Linked DNA regions of Triticum aestivum: region 1 is linked to region 2. A link is a contact called in public Hi-C data. All regions are on one chromosome and are shown on one strand. The core of a region is the stretch at or near the end of the contact, and the rest is flanking DNA. Distances in the headings are between cores, read along the strand shown.

The links. Hi-C and Micro-C count contacts between places; a contact is called where the count stands out from the background.
Region 1: a Hi-C map of leaf shows a contact between it and region 2, with 3 times the contacts expected there. The contact joins the promoter of LOC123074672 here to the promoter of LOC123078923 in region 2. A contact is called at or near these places in 2 of 5 Hi-C or Micro-C datasets (both in leaf).

Annotation. Positions count from the first base shown.
Region 1 is chr3D:364,569,350-364,574,597 of IWGSC CS RefSeq v2.1, forward strand. It overlaps LOC123074672 (probable glutathione S-transferase GSTU6), which reads left to right and starts at 1,447. Exons shown (of 2, transcript XM_044497450.1): 1 at 1,447-1,847; 2 at 1,963-2,503. The coding sequence starts at 1,512. The coding sequence ends at 2,340.
Region 2 is chr3D:364,393,324-364,398,899 of IWGSC CS RefSeq v2.1, forward strand. It overlaps LOC123078923, which reads right to left and starts at 4,135. Exons shown (of 10, transcript XM_044501575.1): 1 at 3,722-4,135; 2 at 3,546-3,623; 3 at 1,896-2,028; 4 at 1,357-1,595; 5 at 1,164-1,266. The coding sequence starts at 4,057.

The sequences.
Region 1 (5,248 bases), core at 197-2,696, 170 kb after region 2:
AATACAACCAGTCTGAGAAACAGAGATGAGACTAAGAACAGGGAGAAGGGGAGAGCGAGTTCAACGCACTACTAGGAAACCCACGGCACCCGCCCGCCATCGAAATGGGCGCCATGGGGCGAAAACCTAGTAGCACCAAACATCTAGACCTATTACAAACGACAGTCCAAAAGCCACCAGAAAGTATGACAGCAAAACACCAGTAGCCGTAGCTCAAAACAGTAGTTCTCTGTCCTGACGACCGGGGTAAACGGGCCGCAACGTGGGTATGAGGTGCTTGGGGGATAATCCGTCGATCTCCTTCCCTATTTTTGATGTTTAGTCTCCAATCTTGATAGTTGCATCACAGGCTCGCATCAGCCTCATCGTCCCGTCGCGAATCATCTCCGCCCCTGCCCGAAGCTGCTTGACGTCGTCCCCGCCCTGGAGCCCTGCCCAATAAAGAAGGAAGGAAACCACCGTAAACACAATCTCAAAAGGAGATTTGATCATCTTGTTCTCAAAAGTAGCACGGTTTCGCGCCAGCCAAATGGACCAGGTAATCGCGCACAAGGCCACCGTATAGAAACGTTCGTAGTCGGGGATGAAAGAGTAGCACCAAACAAAAAATTGCCAGCAGTTCTTAGGGCAAAGATCAGTCCCCAGAGTTACTCCAATAGACCTCCAAACCACTCTGGCAACAGAACATTCAAAGAACAAGTGCTGGGAAGTTTCAATTTGTTGGCAGAAGGAACACACAGGGTTCCCTGGCCATTTTCGATGCCGCATCACCTGCCTAGTCAGGACGGCATCTTGTGAGAGTTGCCAAAGAAAGACTTGTATTTTGAGAGGGATTTTGGCTTTCCAAATCCACCTATAGCTGCATCCGCTAAGGGGGTTTTCAAGCCATTTATACATGGATTTGGTAGTGTATTTGCCAGATTTATTCAGGTACCAATACACCGAGTCAGGGGCATTCGGTAAGTTCAGATTGCGCACCTGATCTCTAAGATTAGACCACTGGTCTGTCAAATCAGCGTTCAATCTTCTGCGGAAAAAGCTAGAACAGGTTATGGAGCTAAGCATATCCAGGGTACAATCTTGATCAATACAAATATCAAAGAGGTATGGGAATTGTTCTTGGAAAGGAGTTAACCCATTAATAGAGTCTTTCCACAACCTGGTTAGGTTGCCTGTCCCCACGTGAAGCTTCCTGCCTATCATGTACTCCCTCCGTTCCGAATTACTTGTCTTCGATTTGTCTAGATACGGGTGTATCTAGCACTAAAATGAGTCTAGATACATTCGTATCTAGACAAATCTAAGACAACTAATTCGGAACGGAGGGAGTACATGTTTTTGATTTTCAACAAGTTTCCACGACTCTCCACTTCCAAGTTAACCAGTCAAAATCAATCCACTGGTCAAACTAAGAAACCGGATTATATCACCTGAGCGGCTGAGCACAAAATCGAACAAGAAAGCACTACACAAGTCTCTTTGAACTCTGAAGGCTCCCTCTGCACTCTGCAATGACAGGAGGAGGAGGAGAAGAAGGCGAGCTGCAGCTGCTGGGCGCGTGGATGAGCCCCTGGGTGATCCGCGTGAAGGTGGCGCTGCAGATGAAGGGCCTCAGCTACGAGTACATCGAGGAGGACCTGCAGCACAAGAGCGACCTCTTGCTCGGCTCCAACCCGGTGCACAAGAAGGTCCCCGTCCTCATCCACGACGGCCGGCCGGTGTGCGAGTCGCTCGTCGTCCTCGAGTACGTCGACGAGGCCTGGGCCGGGGCCGGGACGCCGCTCCTCCCCGCCGACCCCCACGACCGCGCCGTCGCCCGCTTCTGGGCCACCTACGTCAACGACACGGTACAAACACCCTCTGCTCGGTTTGTTCATCGTACTTCGAGTTTCGTACTGTAAAATCAGCGGACAGACACCGATTGGTTCTACGACTTGCTGAGTCCGTGTGATCCGCTTGCAGTTCTTCCCGTCGTGGAGGCCGCTGTTCAGGGCGACGACGGCGGAGCAGAGAGCGGAGGCGTACGAGAAGGTGCTGCCTCAGGTGGAGACGCTGGAGCGGGCGCTCACGGAGTGCTCCAAGGGCAAGGCCTTCTTCGGCGGCGACGCCGTCGGGATCGTCGACCTCGCGCTCGGAAGCTTCGTGGTGTGGATCAGGGCGGTGGACGAGTTCGGCGGCACCAGCCTGCTGGACGAGGCCAGGGTCCCGGGCCTCGCGGCGTGGGCCGAGCGGTTCATGGCCGTGGACGCCGTGGAGGAGGTGATGCCCGAAGCCGTGAGGATCATGGAGCACTACAAGGGGTTTCTCGCGAAACTGGCTGCACCTGCTGCTTCTAGCTAATTGCGAGCCTCTCCTACATTTTCGTATGAGAAATATTTAAAGCTCTGCTTAGAGGTGTGCGTGTTGAATAAAGAGAGGGAAGTGTGAGGAGTTCTCAGTTGGAGTGTTCATATGTAATTGTGTTCAGTAAAGAAATTGAAGTGGAATAATGTATTCAGTGGGATAACACGCTGATAGCATGATTTATCCCCCGGAAATTTCAGTGTCACGGAGTCTCCGTCGAGTAACCCTGTTACTGAAACTGTAGTCTCTGTCATGTACTTTTTTTCAGCAACCTCTGTCATGTACTAAATCAGCGATAATTAATATGGATCCTTGTGTAAGTTTTTCTTAGAGAAATACTCGTTTTTTTAGGAAATTAGAGAAATACTCGTGGAATGATGTATTTGTGGAACATGAGAACACTAGAGCAGTGTCAATTCAAGCCGGATGGACTAGACCTGGCTCCTGGCATGGCTGATGGCCCAGCAAAGAGTTATTTCCCTGGGCAGGGCCGAGAACGAGGCTCTAGGGGGTGGGCTAAAACATGGCATGGCTAAAACATGGAATGATGTATTTGTGGAACATGAGAATACTAGAATGCGGCAAATACACGCCCCAACGCACAAGGTGCGCCCGACTGGGCCGGCCCATTGCGGTGCGCCGCGAATGCGATGGTGAAAGTCGCAAAAAGGTAGCGCGGTTGCTGGGATTCAAACCTGCAATTGCGTACCCAAGCGCCCTTGCTGCTAGCTACTACGACAAAAAGATCTGGTGACAAATATATCGCAAGACTTAAAAACTAATAGTTGTAGCAGACTTAACACTATTTGAAAAATCCCAAACAATAATCTAAAACTAAGTTATTTTTTGAACTTTTTTTGAAAACCTGAATAATTTTCTAAAATGGCGAACAAATTTGAAATATCTGACTTTTTTTTAAAACACAAACATTTTTTGCATTTGTGGAAATAAATCAAAATGGTAACAATTTTTTAAATCAAGAACATATTGCCAATTTCTAGAATTTCTTCGAAAATCCAAACAAATTTGGATGTGCAAACAATTTTTGAATATGTGAACATAAATTAAAAAAAGAATATTTTTTGAAATTTGTGAACAATTTTTTATGACGGGAACATTTTCTGGAATGCCCAAAATTTTCTGAAAAGTTGTGAAAAAATCAAACAAGAACATTCCAAATAATTTTGGAAAACAATAACATTTTTGAAATTTCTGAATAATTTTAGAACAGTGCAAACCTTTTTTGAATTTGTGAACTTTTGAAAACATACCAATTTTTGGAAATTTGAACATTTTTTTAAAGCAAGAACATTTTAAATATTTCCATAACTTTTTTGAAACATGAACTTTTTAAAAAAGGAAAATAAACTTGAAATAGAAAAGAAACAGAAATGGAGAAGAAAAGAACAAAAATAAAAAAGGGGGGACATGAAAACCCAAAAAAGAAATAGAAAAACCGGTACAAGAAAATAAAAAACGGTCCAAAACCTGAAAAAACGGCTGGAAAACTCTAGAAGGTTTCAAACCAGAAACACTGCAACATGTTAATGGGCCGGCCTAGGTCACAGCTCGATCGCCAGCTCTATGCGAAAGGTTGATAGTTCGAAGCATAATGCGTCAAATAGGATATTCCTGGCTGAACAACACCCGTGTTATTTAGTTTGTGGCAGACTCTGAAATCCTAGCACAAGTGATCATACTTGGTCTTTATTTTTAAAACAATCGTCTAAAATAGTACCCCTAAGAAAATCTAAAAAGATGTGTAAATATCATCAGATAGATTCTTTCATGTTTTCGCAAAAGGACATCGACTGAGACGGGACTGGCTATGACAAGGGCACGAGCATTGCAAGTTTGTGATGACGAGCTCCTACCATAGCTCACGGAGGTGGGGCATGCATCGCGGACAAGGATGGAGATGTTGGGCACCACTATCTTGCAAGATATTCCTATGGTTGGCTATCCACTATCACATATGGACATCGGATCAGAGATTAAGACATGGGTTACAAGACGAGGTTTCGTCTTGTTATCTTTGTGAACAAAAGGAGGACCTAGTTGATGACAGCCTGCAACTTGCGTCTAGTCTCATCTGATTTGACACTTGAGCTTCTCTAGGACTAGGACTGATGCAATGTTGGTGCCTGCAATGGATGATCGTCCTGAAACTTGGTGGAGGGCATCTCAAAAATGCATTCCCAAGGAGCATCACAAAGGCTTCGAAACACTAGTGTTGCTGGAACCTTTGGAGGCAACGGAATGGTCATGTCAGCTGGGGTCGCATATTACACAAGAGCTCGGGACTTGGGCATTGACAGGCGGGAGATGAGTGACTGGTCTTTTCTGAGGAATAGCATGGTTGTGTGGGATTAGGAGTGGAGTATGGCTCTCAACCGGATTGTGGTTTGAGAACTAGTTCATATGTTGTAATTAACTCTATTTCTTCTATAAAGCTAAGGAACGCAATTTACTCTTAAAAAATATTTATTTTAGGTAATGGGCAGCTACGCCCTTTCATTCATTCATAATTAGTTCATTACAAATAATGGTTCTGATTACATCAGGGAACTCATTAATCCAGGAGGACCAAACATCATGCTCTGCCGATTTCGCCAGAACATGTGCTGCCACATTACAAGTACGACTGACATGAATAAAAGTACAAGATACAAACTTTGTGGCACATTTTCTAATATCATGGACTATGGCTTCAATAGGGGACCTATCAACACCTAAACCCTTGACCTTGTTGATCAATGACAGGCAAGCTGATGCTACCATGATCTTTCGTATGCCAAGGTTATTGGCAAGGATTGAGGCTTGACGAAGTGCCATAGCTTCTGCTACTTCAGGAATTTGAATTCGTTCAAAGTAACCTCTATTCGCCGCCTGCACCCTTCCCCGA
Region 2 (5,576 bases), core at 2,885-5,384:
TGCGTTAAATTTTTGCATGACTATTTAGAACTTGATCTGCCTGTAGTCATTTCTCTGTTTCACTGATTTTTTTTCAACGATATTGTATTGTTGATGCATTTGTTATAAGCTAGATGTATTTAGATACTGTGAAGATGAGCTACTTTGCCCGCAGCACAACCAAACGACTAGCTGCTGGCCCTTGCTAGCAACGGCATTGAACCAAACGTGCAGCTAAGGCAAAGGTAACCCATCCGAGCTAAGCTAGCTAGGCTAGCTCAGCTATGGGCAAGCTGGGCAATACAACCAAACGCACCCTTACTAGCCTCATCCCTAATGTTGCACAGTTGGAAGTTGCTCAAGTTTTGGACAATCCTGAAACCGTTCTCTTTCCAAATCTACCATGAGACAAGCAAGAGTGCAAAACCAGGGTTGCTGGTACTACTGATCGCCAGCCATCATCCATGGACCCACCATCCCGCTAACCATAAGGAGGCTTTTACCCAGCAGGCCAGCACGGATGGCGGTTTAGTCTATGGCTACCTTCTTTTTGTGTATGTCGCTTTCATTTGAGACTATGCTTGTTGCCTGTAAGGGATGTGCGCATCTCGTTATGTAGAGGCCAGGAGTGAATTCACACAGCTGTATCACCTTGATGAGGCCGTCTATAAAAATCCCTTTATCGAAAAATCTTTCCAACCTTGACAAGATTTGACCAATGTCTGGATGATGGCAGTCCATTCAATTTTACCAAATATCCAGCAAGCTCTATTTAAAGGAAGCGCTAGCAGGAATAAGCCACCAAGGACTAGATAAAGCAGACACGACAGGTTGCCGTGATTTCTTAATACTATAGTGGAGTGTGTTCATGACTTAGAACTTTGCCTTTGCTTTAATACGCAATGGCCAAAAGCTATGGTGCAAGGGACAGTTCCTGAGAGGCTTCCAGACCCCCATATCAAACAAACAAACAAATAAAATTCAAAGGCATCCATGGATGCTTGTGCAAATAATTACAGTTAAAAATGAAAGTGTAATATTGGTGTGTTATACTTCAGCTATCCTAGCCTCACTACTAGTTGAAGATGTGAAATATTCAATTTGCTAAAACGAAAAAAGTTGTTTGCCCTGCTCTAAGAAAGATTAAAAGAAAACCCAAAAAGGCACAGGTTAATGAAACATACCACACTTCGAAACCATTGCATACAACAAGATTCCTCCCATAGAATGACCAATAGCAAGCAATTTTCCATCCTTGGGTACACTCTGCTGTTTTATATAATCTATCTGCACAAACAAAAAATCACCATACTTCTTACTAAGCAGTTCAAGGTACCTTCAATTAATCTCTCGACAGTAAAGAGTATGTCTACAAACCGCTGCAGGTACATCCTCCTCCAGGTAATGGTCAAAGTCCCAATCATAACTAATAATCAGCTCCAACTGCTTCTGGAGATCTTCTATGGTTGCAGAGAGGCGTTCTTGCCAGCCAAATAACCGAGGGGAAACATTTTGTTGACCTTCCCCAAGAATCTTCACAAGGCGCTGACTTAATTGGCTAATTTGATCATATATTGCTGATGTCTGTGGCAATTCCATCAACCCTAGAAATTTATCTGCAACCTCCTCAAGACTACTAGTTAATGAGGCATCAGGGACAAGTTCTGTCACTCGATCAAAAAAACTGTCAGTGATGTTTCTCAGTTGGCTATCTCTTACATAGCCTGAAAATGTTACACTCAATTGTGCCAAAGCATTTGCTAACTTTGTCACCAGTTGTGGTTCTTCTGATGTGTTTGTTTCTAGCACATTCGTGTCTGTTAGTACTGGAACTTCAGAACTTTGAGGTTCATTAGTTGACATATCCTTGGCAGGAGGAACAACATTTACTTTCTGTGTCAAAATTTTATCCACACCTGAATTAGAGGACATGTCAGACTTGGTGCTAGCTGCAGCTAATTCTGATCCACGTGTGCTGAGGCCTGCACCACGCAACTCAACAATCCATGTATCAAACCCTTGCATAGACATATGACGGGCAAAGGAAGCCTGTCATCATTTCATTTGTATCAATGGAAGTCCAGGGTAAAGGGGAAGCCATAAAAGAAATGCCTACAAACATGGCAACAATAACAAGGAAGACAGTAGATGTATAACTGTTTCTTTCTTGAGTGTAACATATATTAAATATAATACAAAAAAGACAGGTAATTATGGACCAACCATAAAATTCAGAGGCAGGAAATGTTTTTGAAATAGTTTGAGTCCTGTGATACAAGCACACCAGCAATTACACCTTTCATTTGACTCTTGAAGAGTGCACAAGCATAGTCTTAACTGCAATCTTCATAAGTTCTACAGATTCCCCTTCGTAAATCGTGTACAATAAGCCAACAACTTAGGCAAACATTCCTACAACAGTTACTGGAAAACTGAAGATACGGCTTTTGTTTTCCGTTAAATATGTGTTGTTTCCATATTTGTGCAAGAAAAGGTACTTCATTGCCGTCTAGCTGCATCCCAGTTATGCAAGTAAACCCCAATTGCGGCTCTAATAAATTTCATATTAGCAACATATGAATTCATAACTATCCGCAGTATAATTAAACACTATGTTTTGTTCACAATAAATTTCATAACAACTACTCCCCTGTCCCAAAATGTAAAGACCATTTTTGACACTATGATAGTTATACTATATTTTGGGATGGAGGGAGTACATGTAAGCGTTTTCAAATTTTGGTACTTCTAGGTCTGCTGATTGCTATATCCCTGGAGGTGTGCTAGGATGCATTTTACTGCAATTGCAATTAGCCAATTACAGTAAAACAATAAAGATGCCAATAAATATAATACAAACTTCTCTTGAAGAGTGGATTTCGTGTTTGTTTGTTCATAACACTCGGTTTACTCCATGATATGCTTATTGAACTTTCCTTTCTAAATTTTTGCTTATCTTATTTCCATACTTCTGTCGCCCCATCCGCGTATGGGTGGAGAACCCGTCGCTGTCTCTGCTGTGATACCGGAGGCTCTAGGGAAGTCGGAGGAGAGAGCACTCATCTCGGGGTGGGCTTACTACAATTAATTTCATTGTATTTACATTACAGAATACATCAAAATTAAAACTGAATTAAACTACAGGATAAACAGAGTAAAATGAACTAAAGGTCCACAAAAAATGGACGGAACCTCGTCAGAGGGCCGGGAGCTCCCGCAATTTCATTAAGAATAGAGTTGATCCACTTAATGAGGGAAACCGGATCCGAAAATCATACAACACTCGGTTTAAATAAGGAAACCCGAGTGAAAACCAAAAACAAACACAAAAGACACAAAAGAAACTAGAGCTTGAGGATGGGGGTTTAGATGGACAGGTCGAATCCTCATGATACGTGAGTCCAAGCTAAAAGATGGCTACCAGTTTGCATTTGCAACATCATTATACAAGCAATTTTACAAAGATTAATCGAACATCATATGGGTTTCTTCACAAAAAAAAAACAGAATGTACTGTTTGCAGCGAGATTTATCGATAGCAGTAGCGTAGTTATGGATCAACTCACCCCAGGGGACAGGTCGAATCCCACCGCATTGGTGGCCACTCCGGAGAGCAGCATCAGTGGGTGGTTCCTCTTGGGCGCCTGCACGAACCAAGCGAGCACGAGATCAGCAACCAAACGAAGGCAAGCGTAACAAAGCCGCGACCACCGCCTAGCCGCATGCAGGATCAAGCACACACCTCAGGCGGCGGGCGGTACCTCCAAAGCGCGAGCCGCCACTCGGTGCCTGGCACGGGCGCGTAGTGCAGCTCGTCCGCCGTGCAGATCGCGGGCTTCGCCCCCTCCTCGCAGTCGCACGCCGCGGCCGCGGAGGCGAGGACACGCGAGGTGGAGGGCGAGGGCGAGGAGGGGGGCGGCGGCGGAGGTTCCGAGGCGCTGTGGGAGGCGAAGGCGCGGAGCCGCAGCGGCTGGGGAGGAGCGCACGGGGAGGCGCGCACGATGGGGAAGGAGGAGAGGTGAGCGACGGCGGCGCCGGCGAGGAGGGCCCGGAGGCTGGCGCCGTGGAGGAGCGGCATGGCGTTGGGCGGTCGGAGTGCTCGCTTTGTTTCTGGCGTCTTCTCCTTGCTTCTCTCCGTCTCCGATTTGGTTTTTACCACCCGGTCCGACACCGACCGACCGATTTGGTTTTTACCACCCGGTCGGGCAGCGGTGGTTCCATGTTGCGCCGGTAAATCCCCGCGGCCACGTTGGGTTTGACACGGTGGGTGGTCTTGCCGCTAGGGCCGAGAACGGACGGAACTGAACACTTATCAGTTGTCACATTTGTTTCTCAGTGTGTTTTGGCAGAAGCGAAAATGAACACTAAAATGACCGGAAGCGAAAATGAACACACAAAAACATGAACGGTCAGCTTGTTTGAACTGGAGTACTGGACAGTAAAGTTGTGATGCACAAATTAATTGACACGATAAATATGCATAACTTGCAGACCAATTCAAAACTACTGATGGTGTTTCAGATTAGGGGTCACTCACTAGTAACCATGTCGTCTTACGGCCACGTGGGCCGGGCCGAGGACCCCATCTACATGGTATCCACTTGGGTCGGGTGCGAGCTCGCCCAAATCTGCACCCGTCCCAATAATTTTTGCCCAAACCCGTACCCGCACCCCGGGTTTCATATTGTTCCCATACCTGTACCTGGCCGGGTGCGGGCAATACCGCGGGTGAAAATACCTATCTCGGCCACCTTTCATTTCATATTTTGGCATGCATTATTTCGGCATTTCAGTGTGTAAAACACAACATTTCAGCATTTCAGTATATAAACATAACATTCCAGGATGTGTTTGTCCACTGGAGCTCGAGGCATGGCGGAAGGAGGTGCTCTGGCAGCTTGGCGGTGCTCGCGTGGAGGAGATGGGATGGAGGACAGGCAATGGAGGGAGGGGATGGCTTGGTCTGTTGGTCACCTGGAGTGGAAGGAGGAGACGAGGAGATGAGGGAGGTGGCTGGTCGCATCACTGCATGCCTCGACCACGGCCGGTGGATCCTTCCCTAGGGTTTGTGACGGAAGAGAGATGGGGACAAAGGAGGTTTCTGTGGTGTGAGTGACAACGCGGGAGGTGTACGGGGAGGGATTTCGGGTCGAGGCTGCGGCTGAGTAAAGCGACGCTAGAGTTTTCACATTTTTAGTGAATTACATATAGGGCCTACCTGTCATAATGAATAAACATACAGGTATGCGAGTAAGGATATTACCTTCCCATGCACGTACCCGGCTTACCCAATGGGTATAATTTTTTCCTAATGAAAAACCAATGGGTAATTATTTACCCATATCCTATAGGATTGTTACCTGTTCAGGGTAACCGACACGTGGCAGCCACTGTAACGGGTTGTCGTTAAGCTGTCGGGTGTCGGTTTTGAATCCGATACCTGTTAATAGCCTAGATCAATGACGATTTTTCACGCGCCAATTTCTCATTCGCTGACGGAACCGGAACCACACGTCAGCTGTGACGCCCCCAATTCAATCGTACACTAATCATGCACGCAAATGTGTACGATCAAGATCAGGGACTCACGGGAAGAT